Linked DNA regions of Danio rerio: region 1 is linked to region 2. A link is a contact called in public Hi-C data. All regions are on one chromosome and are shown on one strand. The core of a region is the stretch at or near the end of the contact, and the rest is flanking DNA. Distances in the headings are between cores, read along the strand shown. Region 1 overlaps plekhg5b (pleckstrin homology domain containing, family G (with RhoGef domain) member 5b). Region 2 holds the start of tor1l3 (torsin family 1 like 3).

Region 1 (5,775 bases), core at 2,753-5,252, 45 kb after region 2:
TACACCTTACCAGTATTACGTTGGACCTCTTTTGCCTTCAGAACTGCCTTAATCCTCCATGGCATGGATTTAACAAGGTACTGGAAATATTCCTTAGAGATTTTGGTCCATATTGACAATAACATTACGCAGTTGCTGCAGATTTGTCGGCTGCACATCCATGTTGCTAGTCTCCCATTTCACCACATCCCAAATATGCTCTATTGGATTGCTGTCTGGTGACTGTGGAGGCCATTTGAGTACAGTGAACTCATTGTCATAATCAGGAAACAAGTCTGAGATGATTGACGCTATATGAAATGGAGTGTTATCCTGCTGGAAGTAGCCATTAGAAGATGAGTACACTATGGTCTAAAAGGGATAGACATGGTCAGCAATAATACTCGGGTTGGCTGGTACTAATGGGCTCAAAGTTTGCCAAGAAAATATCCCCCACACCCATACACCACCAGCATCAGCCTGAACTGTTGATACAAGGCAGGATGGATTCATGCTTTCATGTTGTTGACGCTAAATTCTGATCCTACCATACAAATGTCGCAGCAGAAATTGAGATTCATCAGACCAGGTAATGTTTTTCCAATCTTCTTTTGTCCAATTTTGGTGAGCCTGTGCGAATTTACCCACTGCCACCTCACGTATCCATCTCTCCTCTACCCCTAAATATACACGTTCGAAAGTCTTCATTTTAAATTCCTTACACAATAAAACCAAATGTGTCAAAAAAGCAGCATGACAGGTTTCTGTAGTAACACACACTGAACTCTATGTGGCGGCAGAGACTCTTTACATCGCCTACGTGTGTCTGAATGAGAAACAGAAAACCTGACGACGTACTATTACTGCTGTTTTCTTCCTGAGGTAAAACTAAAAAACAATTTTATACTCTGTCATTAGTAAGTGTTGCTGCCTTTAATTGTGCAACTTGTAGAGGTGAGGCTTTCCTGTTAGGTCCTGTAAGAGCGCGAGGTTGATGACAAACAGCAGTGTAAATATCTGAATCACCCTCTGCCTCATTTTGTGCTGCAAACCCAGTCAAGCTAATGGATTGTTTTTATTTATGGTTTGGTGTTAGAGTGGTGCTGACAAGACTAGGTTAAGTGCATGTCTTGGTGTTTCTGGAGTTGAATTTTGAGAGGGACTGCTTTTAAGCAGTTGTGAAAATGCTGTGGTGTGGCGTTTGTGCAACCTATTATTATAAATCTGTCATTTAAGTAATTATAGTAAGTCTTAAAGATTAGCTGTCAGAGATATAACCTGACGTATTGTATGGCACAGACTCAAAATCAGGTTTTGAGTGTGTGTTGAATATGTTTTACTTAACTAATATATTAAAATGGTAACACTTTAGTTCATGTACAAATTCACCCAATGTCATTTCCAGCTTATGAGTATTTATTAAGTATGATTTTTTTTCCTACACTATACATGACAAAAGTCTTGTTACATATCCAAGTTTTAGAAACAATAAATAATAACTTGACTTCTAGTTGATCATTTGGTATCAGAGGTGGCTTATATGAAAGGCAAAGGCCTCTAGATTACACTTATATGGATAAAATGTGATCATGCCTTTATTTTTTAAATATTTAGTTAGGACAGTAAGGTCTGACTTTGCTCAGACAAAAGTCTCATCACTGAACAGAAATAATGTCCAGTATAGAATAGAAAGTCTGCAGTGGAAAACGAATTAACATTGTGTATGACTCCCATGAGCTTGGAGGACTGCATCCATTCATCTCTGCAATCACTCAAATAACTTATTAATAAAGTCATCTGGAATGGCAAAGAAAGCGTTCTAAAATTATCAAAGAGTTTTGATGTTTCACTATAATAGTCTTTGCTGCTGTACCATGGCTGTAGCAGGCACAATGATTTATTTTACCGGAATGAGAGTATAGTCCTTAGACAGAAAGAATTATTGAAACTCTTTGGTCATTTTTAAGTGATATGGTTTAATGCAACAGGGATACTCATCGGAGCGATCAAGCACTATCAGGGTGTCTGTCGGGTCTTTAAAAGTCTTAAAATGTCTTAAATTTCAAAACTATTTTAGCCCCTAAAGTCTTAAATTCACTGAAATATTGTCTTGTTTGTCATAAATCATTTTTGTTTTAGATATTTTTTATTGATTTTCAGTTTTTCAAATGAGAAAGAACAAAACAAACCCCAGACCGATATCAATCCAACAGTGGCATAGCACCAAAAATTAACAAATATACAATTGTACATGTAGATTTAAATACAAATACAAAGAAACAATAATAATAATAATAACAATAATTAAAAATAAAAAACAAAAAAATGTAATAAATACATTTTACAAACATATAACCATACATACCATATGTACAGCAAAATCTAATTATTTGAGATTTTTCACATAATTTTGAAAGGTTGCCACACCTTAAAAAATTCCCCTCCGAGTCTCTTAATGAAAACTTGAATTTTTCCAAATAAAGACAAGACATAGTTTCTCCTAAGTCATTTTTAGCAGGTCCTAATTTTTCTTTGTTTATGTAAAGCTACCCAATCAATTCAAAGCATCTAAACACTATTAATGCAAAACTTTTAGCAAATCTCTATTTATAACTAATATTATAAGAGTCTGTTGTGCATACATCTAGTTTTTAAAGTTTTTTATTTGAGTTATGTTGAAAAAATAGAATGTATAAAACTAGGGTTTGCTTGTTTTGACACATTATTTAAAATATGTGGCTAAGAAATAATTAATTAATTAATAGGTTTTTTAATAGGACAGGTAAAAATATTTTTTTTTATGCTAGGCTATTTAAATCTGTTGTATTTAGCACTATACAATTCTTAAAAATTTCTTTCTTGGTGGCCTTAAAAAGTCTTACATTTGACTTGATTACTTGAAACCCTGATTACTTTGCTACAGCAATCCACATGTAAAGATTTTAGGGGATTTTAGATGTTTTTTCGCATTAAATACCACCAAGCATCCCTTACCACTTAAGAAGTGTATGTCTACTTTACAACTATTGTCAAAAGTACGAGAGAACATTGTTCATATTCCTTAAACATAGTGGCGGTGCCCTTGTTTGGCTAACAATAGAAACTGCATGTCATCTGGTGGTCATCTTTGGTACTGCAGCCAAACAAAACCTTACTGAAAGCTCATATTTTTGAGATATCAACTTTAAATTTGGAATATAATTTGTTCAGATTTTTAGCTTTGATTTTGTGTAAATTTTAGGCTAAAACGGGTTTTGCAAAGGACATTTTTAAAAAACATAATAAAATATACATTATGCATCCATAACTTTTGTTTTGTCTAACGTTTTGAACTTTTCACTTCAGCTGCAATCAGACATGCATGTTTTATAAAATAAGACCAAACTTAAATATACACACCAAAGTATTGATAACTGGCTTTCAATTCCGTATTTTGTGTTTTCTATTTATTTACGGTTGTGAATTGCATTATGGGATGTTGATTTCCGCTCTGTCAACTTCTGATGTTGAAGATTCAACTCTACAATTTAACAAATTGACTTATATTGACATTTTAGTATGAAATAGTATAATGTTAAGAAATAATATATAGTGAAATAAGTCTATAAAACAACAGAAAATGTACTGGCAGTTTAGTACAAAGTTTTTGTACCATAATTTACACAAACCCAGACAATATATCACTTTAAACTATTAAAAATGTAAATAAAAGTCACGTGTTTAAAACTTTTCAAGGTTAAAAGTTGCTGGAAGAAAGATTAAAGTCCTAATGCAATTCAAAAGCATATATAAATGTGGGAAAAATAAAAAGATGAATCACAAAATACAGAAAACTGCTAATTTACAGATATTTTTACTGTAGGAGAGCAGTGAAGGAGCGTATTTCTTTGAGCTTTCCTTTTAAACAGTAGTATCTGATATTAGTAAGTGTGTAACGGGCCTCTGGAGTCTACAGCTTGTATCTTCAGATGTGGGATTTTGTGTTTCCAGTGCAAACGGGCCAGTCTGAGCGTGTGCTTCATCACTCAGAGCTAATTACCTCTATTCACTGTTCAGTGGCCGACAGGACTAGACAAGGTGCGGATCATCAGGGAAAGAAATCCACCCCGCCAAAGACAAACAGCTGAAGAGATCAGATAACGGCCCTCACTTTCTCTATAACACCTCATCCTGTCCTAATGAATCCTCCCGCTCATCCGTCAATCTTCAGGGAAAGCCTCACTTTCCAGATAAATTCAGGGTTTTTTCTGGTTCCTGGTTCCACTATTAATCTCCGAGCTGCCGAGCGATGAAACACATGCATCTCATTTGGCCGTCGCTTCTCATTTACGTCTGCTTTTTTCCAGTTATGGAACTAACAGTTAAATGGTTTGATTTTTCATTACATAAGCAATGCATAAGTTAGTTTAGACGGTGACAAGCAGTTCATGAACACTCTATAGCTTCTTTTTTCATTGTACACTACCTTACAAAAGTTTTAGAAACAAGAAATAATAACTTGACTACTAGTTGATCATTTGGTATCGGAAGTGGCTTATATGAAAGGCAAAGGCCTTTAGATTATGCTTATTTTACCAAAATAAAATATGGTCATGCCTTGATTTTTAAATATTTAATTAGGACAGTAAGGTCTGACTTTTTGTCTTTTCACTTATTAATGATATTCAGTATAGAATATAAAGTCATGATGCAGTGGGAAAAGAATGAATATTGTGTATGACTCTCATGAGCTTGGAGGACTGCATCCATACATCTCTGCAATGACTCAGATAACTTATTTAAAAAAGTCATCTGGAATGGCAAAGAAAGCGTTCTTGCAGGACTCCCAGAGTTCATCAAGATTAATTAGGACTTTTGTCAGGTAGGGTATATGTTATTGGTACAGTAGGCATGCAGAAATTTAGTTTTTTTAGCCTATCATTGCATCTATGTATTTACTTGGGTAAATGTGTATAAATATATATTTTTGTTCAGTTTTTATATTAATTTCAGTAGCATTAATGAATAATATGTCAGTGTTTATAGGATTTATTGACAATACAGTTTGTAAAGTAATATTTTTCTGTCTTTAAGTAGCTCTTTTTTATGAGAGGCTCTAATTGGTTTTGCATTGTAAACCTTAAATAAAATAAGTTTTTATTTATTTATTTATTTTATTTTATTTTTTTTATACATGTTTAAGGTTTTTTGTTACTCTCAAAATAATTCATACACAATGCATATACATCTGCAGATGTTTTTTGCAGATGTTTTCACCTTTTTAAAGGGTTAGTTAGTTCACCCCAAAATTAAAATGACCTCATTTATTCTCCCTCATGTGGTTTTAAACATTCATGATTTTCGTTCTTCTGTTGAACACAAAAGAAGATATTTTGAAGAATGTTGGTTTTTAGAAATATTTTCTTTTGTGCTCAACAGAAGAAAGAATTTTGAAAACGTTTTGAACAAGTGAAGGGCGAATAAAAGATAAATGATTTTCATTTTTTGGTGAACTACCTGTTTAAACAGAAGGCTGAAATGGATGACACTTGTCTGTAATCAGACTGGTTGAGTTTTTTAATTCAATAATTTCTCCCAACTCAAGAAAGACTGATTTAGTATTTTAGTACTTTAGTAAAACAAACAAACAAAAAATGTTGAATCATTTGAATGAATCATTTGTCCTATTTCATAAAATCAATCACTTCACCATTTAACTTAAGGGCACATGAATGTATTATCTAATTACTGACAGAAGAGAAGTATTTAATGATATAGTGGTGGAATGTTTTGACACATTTGGCTGCTGAATTTTGT
Region 2 (6,483 bases), core at 1,908-4,407:
ATTTAGGTGTTCCCTTTATTTTTAAGCAGTGAGTGTTCCTAACTGGAATGCAGTTACCTTGGGTTCCAATTCAGGGTAATTGTAGTCATTAAAATGTGTGTTATTATTGCTCTATTCTTGTAATCTGTTGTAACATTAGTCTGACATCTCAACTGGTTGTGCATAAATATGTAATTTAGTCATGCAAAGTAAACATAATAAAAGACAAGTTGTCTGCACTGAAAGCCTAGTGGCGACTTGTAGCACCAATCAGACACTTAGGGCATCCTGAGTTTAAATCCTGACTTATGGACCTTACCGGATCCCATTGATCTTAATTTGCCACTTAATTTGGTACACCTTACTAGTACCGGTGTACTTACTCAACTAGTCTGGCCATTCTCCTCTGACCTCTAGCATCAACAAGGCATTTGCAGGCACATAACTGCCACTCACTGGATGTTTTCTCTTTTTCGAACCATTCTCTGTAATCCCTAGAGAAAGTTGTGCATTAAAATCCCAGTACATCAGCAGTTTCTGAAATACTCACACCAGCCCGTCTGGCACCAACAACCATGCCACGTCCAAAGTCACTGAATTCAACTTTCTTCCCCATTCTGATGCTTGGTTTGAACTGCAGGAGCTCATCTTGACCAAGTCTACTGTACATGCCTAAATGCATTGAGTTGCTGCCATGTGATTGGCTGATTGGAAATTTGCATGAACGAGCAGTTGAACAGGAGTACCTAATAAACTGGCCAGTGAGTGTATATACCATTGTGTGGCTTGTTCCCAATGCTGTCAATCAAGTGCAGATTCCCCATTTATGCCACTTCTTGAAATGCTAATGAAACTTCCTAATGAATCACTTTAGTTTTGTAACATCTAGACTTTAGGATCTCGACACCCTGTCTTAATGTCAGTTTTGCATCAACCATACCTGATTAACCTCTGCCATTTATTTTTGACCATTTTTATAATAAAGCTGCATTTGGAACATCACCTCCATCGCCCATTTATTACGACTGTAGCCGTGATATTGATGAAGTGTATAGTAGGTAAACAGAATTTAAAATGCTAATTGTAAAAAAAATTATATATATATATATATATATATATATATATATATATATATATATATATATATATATATATATATATATATATATATATATAATTTATCTAAAGATTAAATTTTGAATCATTTTACCTGCACAGATAAAGAAACTGACAAACATCAGCAACATTTAAACCAGTTCTTAGCTATCTTAACTAGTAAAATGCAATTTACTTACGCTGTACGCGTTTGGATCTTGATTGTCATATATAAATGTGTGAACATGCTTGCTGTTTTCTCCTTTAGTGTAAAGGTTTCTTGCGATGATTTTAGAGACATGGTTTTTTCCAGTTCCTGCAGTCCCGTGGAAAGAGAGGACCAGAGGTTTGTTTGGGTTGCTGTCAGCCATAAACGAGGACACAGCTTTTAGTACAACATCAGAGACAATGTGCTGGCCAAAGAGGGCTTGTCCTAAATCTGACTTCAGACCTGGAATATGAAAAAAAATAAATTTTATTTCTGTGTAGTTTGCAATGATAATTTACATGGCTGCTTTTGCCAAATCTGAGGTCACAACAAATTACATTGTATGTGGTAATGTTTATCTTATTGTGGCGCTAGAAAAGTTTTAAGGCACACTTTAACCTCAAAACAAATTACAATATAATTTTCAAAACAGCACATGACGTGATACAATAATACAATATAAAAGTAGTATACTCAAAAGTAACAAAATAAATGCATTTTTACTTTAGTTTCACTGCAATTAATATATAAATATAAATAAAATTATAAAGAATAATTAAGACAAATAAATCTGTTCAAATATAACACGGTTATAGTTGGGTTTGTGACTAACACTTCTCAATGCAAGTGTTTTTAGCCAACGTTAAACTTCCAGTGAATGGTTAATGTGACTATTTAAAGTTTTTTTACAGCATCAATGTTGTAATGTAATTTAAAATACATTCAGTTAAATAAACTTAAGAATTGATTTAGTTGTTTAAGAATAAAATGAGATGATAACCATGTGAAAACACGAGCTGTCAGAACCAGCAGCTGGCGCAGAAACTCCATTTAAAATACTGAGGTAAAATAACTTTTCATATTTTAAAGGGATGGGAGGGAAATTTAAAATAGTGCTTCTTGTCTAGTATGAGACCCACTTTATATCAACGATTTTCCTGCTGAAAAAAAAACAGCTTAACAACTTTTAGCTGGTCGAACAGCCTAGTTTTAGAGGGGGTTTAGCCATTTTCAAGCAAGTTTCCAGTCATTTCCAGCCTGGTCTTAGCTGGTCAGGCTGGAAAATGACCAACTAAAACCAGCCTGGTTTAAGCTAGACTTAGCTGGTTTTGGCTGGGCTCCCGGCTAGTTCCCAGCCTGACCAGCTAAACCCTCTAAAACCAAACTGGTCGACCAGCTAAAACCAGCCAACAAGCCTGGCTGGTTTAAGTTGTTTATTTTTTCAGTAGGGCTATTAGGGAGTGAATATTACTTATTTTAAAAGAAAGCAGATATTTTCATCAAAAAAACAAAAAGAAAGAAAGAAAGAAAGAAAGAGGACAGTTCACCAGAAGCCATTCGGGCTGCATTAAAATTCCGTGTGCATATACCCCTTTTCGTTAGAGACGGTCCCTAAATTTGCGACTATCAAACGTTCAAAGTCAAACGAACTTTGGTTATTAACAGCGGTCAAAACAGGAATTGTCAGTACATAACACGTTCAATTTTAGTTTGTTTACCAACAATATCACTGGAAATTATCAACTTATTTTTATTTTTATCTCTTGCAAACTCAAACATAAAGTGGTCAATGGTCATATATTGTACGAGTATACTCACCTGCAGGATTAAAAGTCCGTAAAGGTTCCGGCTGAGTAGTAAAATAAATGACTACTGAAACCAGAACCACAGACGTTGTTATAATGAGCCCACCAGCCACAACCATGGACTCATTATCTGTAGACACAATGCTAATGACAGACCCCAAAATAAGTAAAAGATGCAGTGCCTTCATCGTGAAAGCAATTCTATTCCTTTCTTAGTTCAATACTTGTTCTTGAAATAGGTTGGACCCTGTACCTGACAGATTAAGATCAGTGTAGTACTTCCTCAACTGTAGCCTATAAAACAAGCGGATGGGCTTTTACTAACTGCAGCTTTCAGTTTCACTCAGGTTTCACTTTATTGCTGAAAGAACACTCCAATCAAAACACACATCTCCATGAGGCTATGCTGTAAAATCGAGCAGTGCAATAAATTAATTGAAATGAGTTACTTTCACTAATTAATAGAAATAACTCAACATTTGATTCCATTAATGGGATTTTTTTTTTAATTTGCAAAAAAAAAAAAAAAGGTTGACATGTTTATCAACATTATTTGCAATACGGAATATGAATTACATTGTCAATGAGAAAAGATACAAGAGAGAGAGAGAGAGAGCAACAAACAAAGAAATAATAAAAAAGCTTGATATAACCTAGAGGGTAAGACATTTAATAATCAAGTACAGTTTATAAATTAAAGTCATAACAAAATGATATAGTTCTGTTTGCTTTCTTATTTTCAGATAATTAAATACAATTTAAATAATGAATAAATTCTTGCAGAAAACAAGAAAAAACAGGAAAATATGGGTTGGTATTGGTAAATTTGTGTATAATTCCATTAAAGGGATAGTTTACTCAAAATTAAGCATAATTCTGTCATCATTCAATTTACCTTCTTTTTTTTTTTTTTTTTTTTGATTAATTATATTAAAGAAGATATTTTGGTAACCTGTAACAAGCGACGTCCATAGTAGCCCATTTATTTTTCCTACTCTGGATGTCAGTGGTTACAGGTTTCTAACAATTTTTAGATCTTTTGATCTTCAGATTTTTTAAATTAGTTTTCAGAATCATTTGATGGAGAGTTTGGTGTGTAAATGAACTATCCCTTAAATAGTGAACTATCCTTCTAAAATTAATCTAATCTGATTAAACCTAACCTGGCTAGGAACTAGACTTCCAGGCTGCTCTAAAAATGTTAATGAACAATCTTTTCATAATTTCTACATTTAAACCTGAAAACTGTTTTAAAAGTATCAGACCTACAGTTTAAATCAGAATTAACTTACATTTTTTTTTCTTTTTTAAATGTTTCCCAATGTTTCACAGAGCAAGGAAATGTTCACAGTATGTCTGATAATATTTTTCCTAAAATCTTATTTGTTTCATTTCAGCTAGAATAAAAGCAGTTTAATTTTTTTATGAACAATTTTAAGGACAAAATCATTAGCCCCTTTAAGCTATATTTTTTGATAGTCTACAGAACAAACCATCAATATACAATAACTTTCCTAATTAACCTAGTTAAGCCTTTAAATGTCACTTTAAGCTGTATAGAAGTGTCTTCAAAAATATCTAGTCAAATATTATTTACTGTCATTATGGCAAAGATAAAAAAAAAAAATCAGTTATTAGAAATGAGTTATTAAAACTGTTATGTTTAGAAATGTGTCTTCTCTCCATTAAACAGAAATTGGGGAAAAAATAAACAGGGGGGCTAATATTTCGGGGGGGCTATTAGTTCTGACTTCAACTGTACATTCACTTGCTTAAATTTTGCGGTCATAAGAAGACTCATATGATGACCAGCAGGTGGAGCCACATATTCAAGTATGTTCAAGTTTTTTCACATAGCCTGCAGATGAATTACTAAATTACTGCTGGTGAGGATAAATGCACTTAAATGCAGTGTTGGTTTGATGCATTACAAGTAACTTATGTAATCAGATTACTTTTTAAGTAACTAGTGAAGTTACACTTTTCTTTTTCATTGTCAGAAAAAAATAAAAATGTTAGTTAAAAAGTTGTGCCAGTTATTTTGTTTTCGTGTATATTGTCTGACAGCTCTTCTGTGAAATCAGGAATAAGTACAGATGTGTTTGTTGTGTACGGTGTGGAAGCATATACTTATTTGAAATGTTTTGAAACTGAGTAAGAATGATTTCAAATGAACAAAAACTGAGAAATACAAACTCTGAATATTTTTCGTTTGTTTGTTTGTTTGTTTTGATGAATGTTGAACTTTCTTTTCATGCATCTGATTAATCAATCAGTACAGAAATGCACAACTGGGCCCAGATTTTCAAAAGTAATTTTGGATCACAGAATGGATCAAATCTTGGGAAGGGGTTTTTCAAAAGTAACAGAGGGATTTTAAATTAAGATCAGACCACATAGTCCAATATTACGTTTGATTTGGATTAAACCTGCCCCATGGGCTATTCAAACTTTGAACAGATTGGGTTCTATATGATCCAAAAAAGCAAACACACACACACGAAAATAAAAAACAGGATTGTATTGATCCCATCAAAAAGACGCATTCAGTTGGGATTTTTTAATCAAATAACTAAATTACTGATGATGCTGTATATAAATTCCTTCATATTTGAAGCCTACATGAAATATGTCACATCTAACAATGAGATAGGGATGGTTCCATATCATTTAAGGCTCTGGTAAACAGGTTTTGGTAATCCTGAAATTTGGTATTTGATCCACAGTGATCCAACCCAATGTTCCTTTAAAAAATGTCATAAAAGTAAAATAGATCAGTTAATCCTGGATAGCAAAACACGGCATTAAAGCTTTTTCAGATTATTATTTTTTTTATAAACCGGTCCCTTGAATTCCCTCGGGCAGTTGAATTCCTAAACCACTGGTGAGTGTAAATGCACTGAAATGCAGTGTTAGAGTAATGCATTACAAGTAATTTATGTAATCAGATTAGTTTTTTAAGTTAATATTAAAGTTAATAATGCATTACTTTTACATTTTTAGAAAAATTTAAAATGTTAGTTTAAAAAAAAAAAAAGAGTTAAAAAGTTTTAGCAGATATTTTGCTTTTCTATGTATTGTTTGTCAGTTTAAACAGCTCTCCTGTGAAGTCAGGAATAAGTGTATATGTGTTTGTTCCACAATGTGGAAACAATTACTTAGTGAGATATGTTCTGGCTAACAATTAAATAATTTTTAAAGTAACAAATAATAACTTGACTTTTACTTGATCATTTGAAAAAGTGGCAGAAGGTAGGTTGAATCCGGTGAATAATCTGTTAAACTGAATCCCAATCATCACAAATACTGCAGAAGACCTATTGGAACCTGGTTGGATCAAAGATTCTCACAGAAATCCGTCAATTTTGGTGAAGGAAAAATGGTTTGCGGTTACATTCAGTCTGGGGACATGCGAGAGATCTGCAGAGTGGATGGCAACATCAACAGCCTGAGGTATCACGACATTTGTGCTGCCCATTACATTACAAACCACAGGAGAGGGCAAATTCTTCAGCAGGATAGCGCTTCTTCTCATACTTCAGCCTCCACATAAAAGCTCCTGAAAGCAAAGAAGGTCAAGAGGCTCCAGGATTGGCCAGCCCTGTCACCAGACAT

What was found. A called contact is a pair of places that touch in the nucleus more often than the background predicts.
Region 1: a Hi-C map of an unstated tissue shows a contact between it and region 2, with 2.7 times the contacts expected there. The contact joins the enhancer-like site here to the promoter of tor1l3 in region 2. A contact is called at or near these places in 2 of 18 Hi-C or Micro-C datasets (caudal fin and an unstated tissue).

The regions. Positions count from the first base shown.
Region 1 is chr23:40,799,214-40,804,988 of GRCz12tu, forward strand. The region is part of intron 3 of plekhg5b (pleckstrin homology domain containing, family G (with RhoGef domain) member 5b); the gene reads left to right. Among named protein-coding and RNA genes, the nearest start is that of plekhg5b, 40 kb to the left of the region's middle. Within about 2 kb of position 4,003, at least 4 of the 62 cell types and tissues checked have an H3K27ac peak or open chromatin away from gene starts, as enhancers often do. A contact at or near this core is called in caudal fin, where this site is marked.
Region 2 is chr23:40,755,000-40,761,482 of GRCz12tu, forward strand. tor1l3 (torsin family 1 like 3) reads right to left here and starts at 3,158. Exons shown (of 5, transcript NM_200856.1): 1 at 2,882-3,158; 2 at 1,275-1,525. The coding sequence starts at 3,056.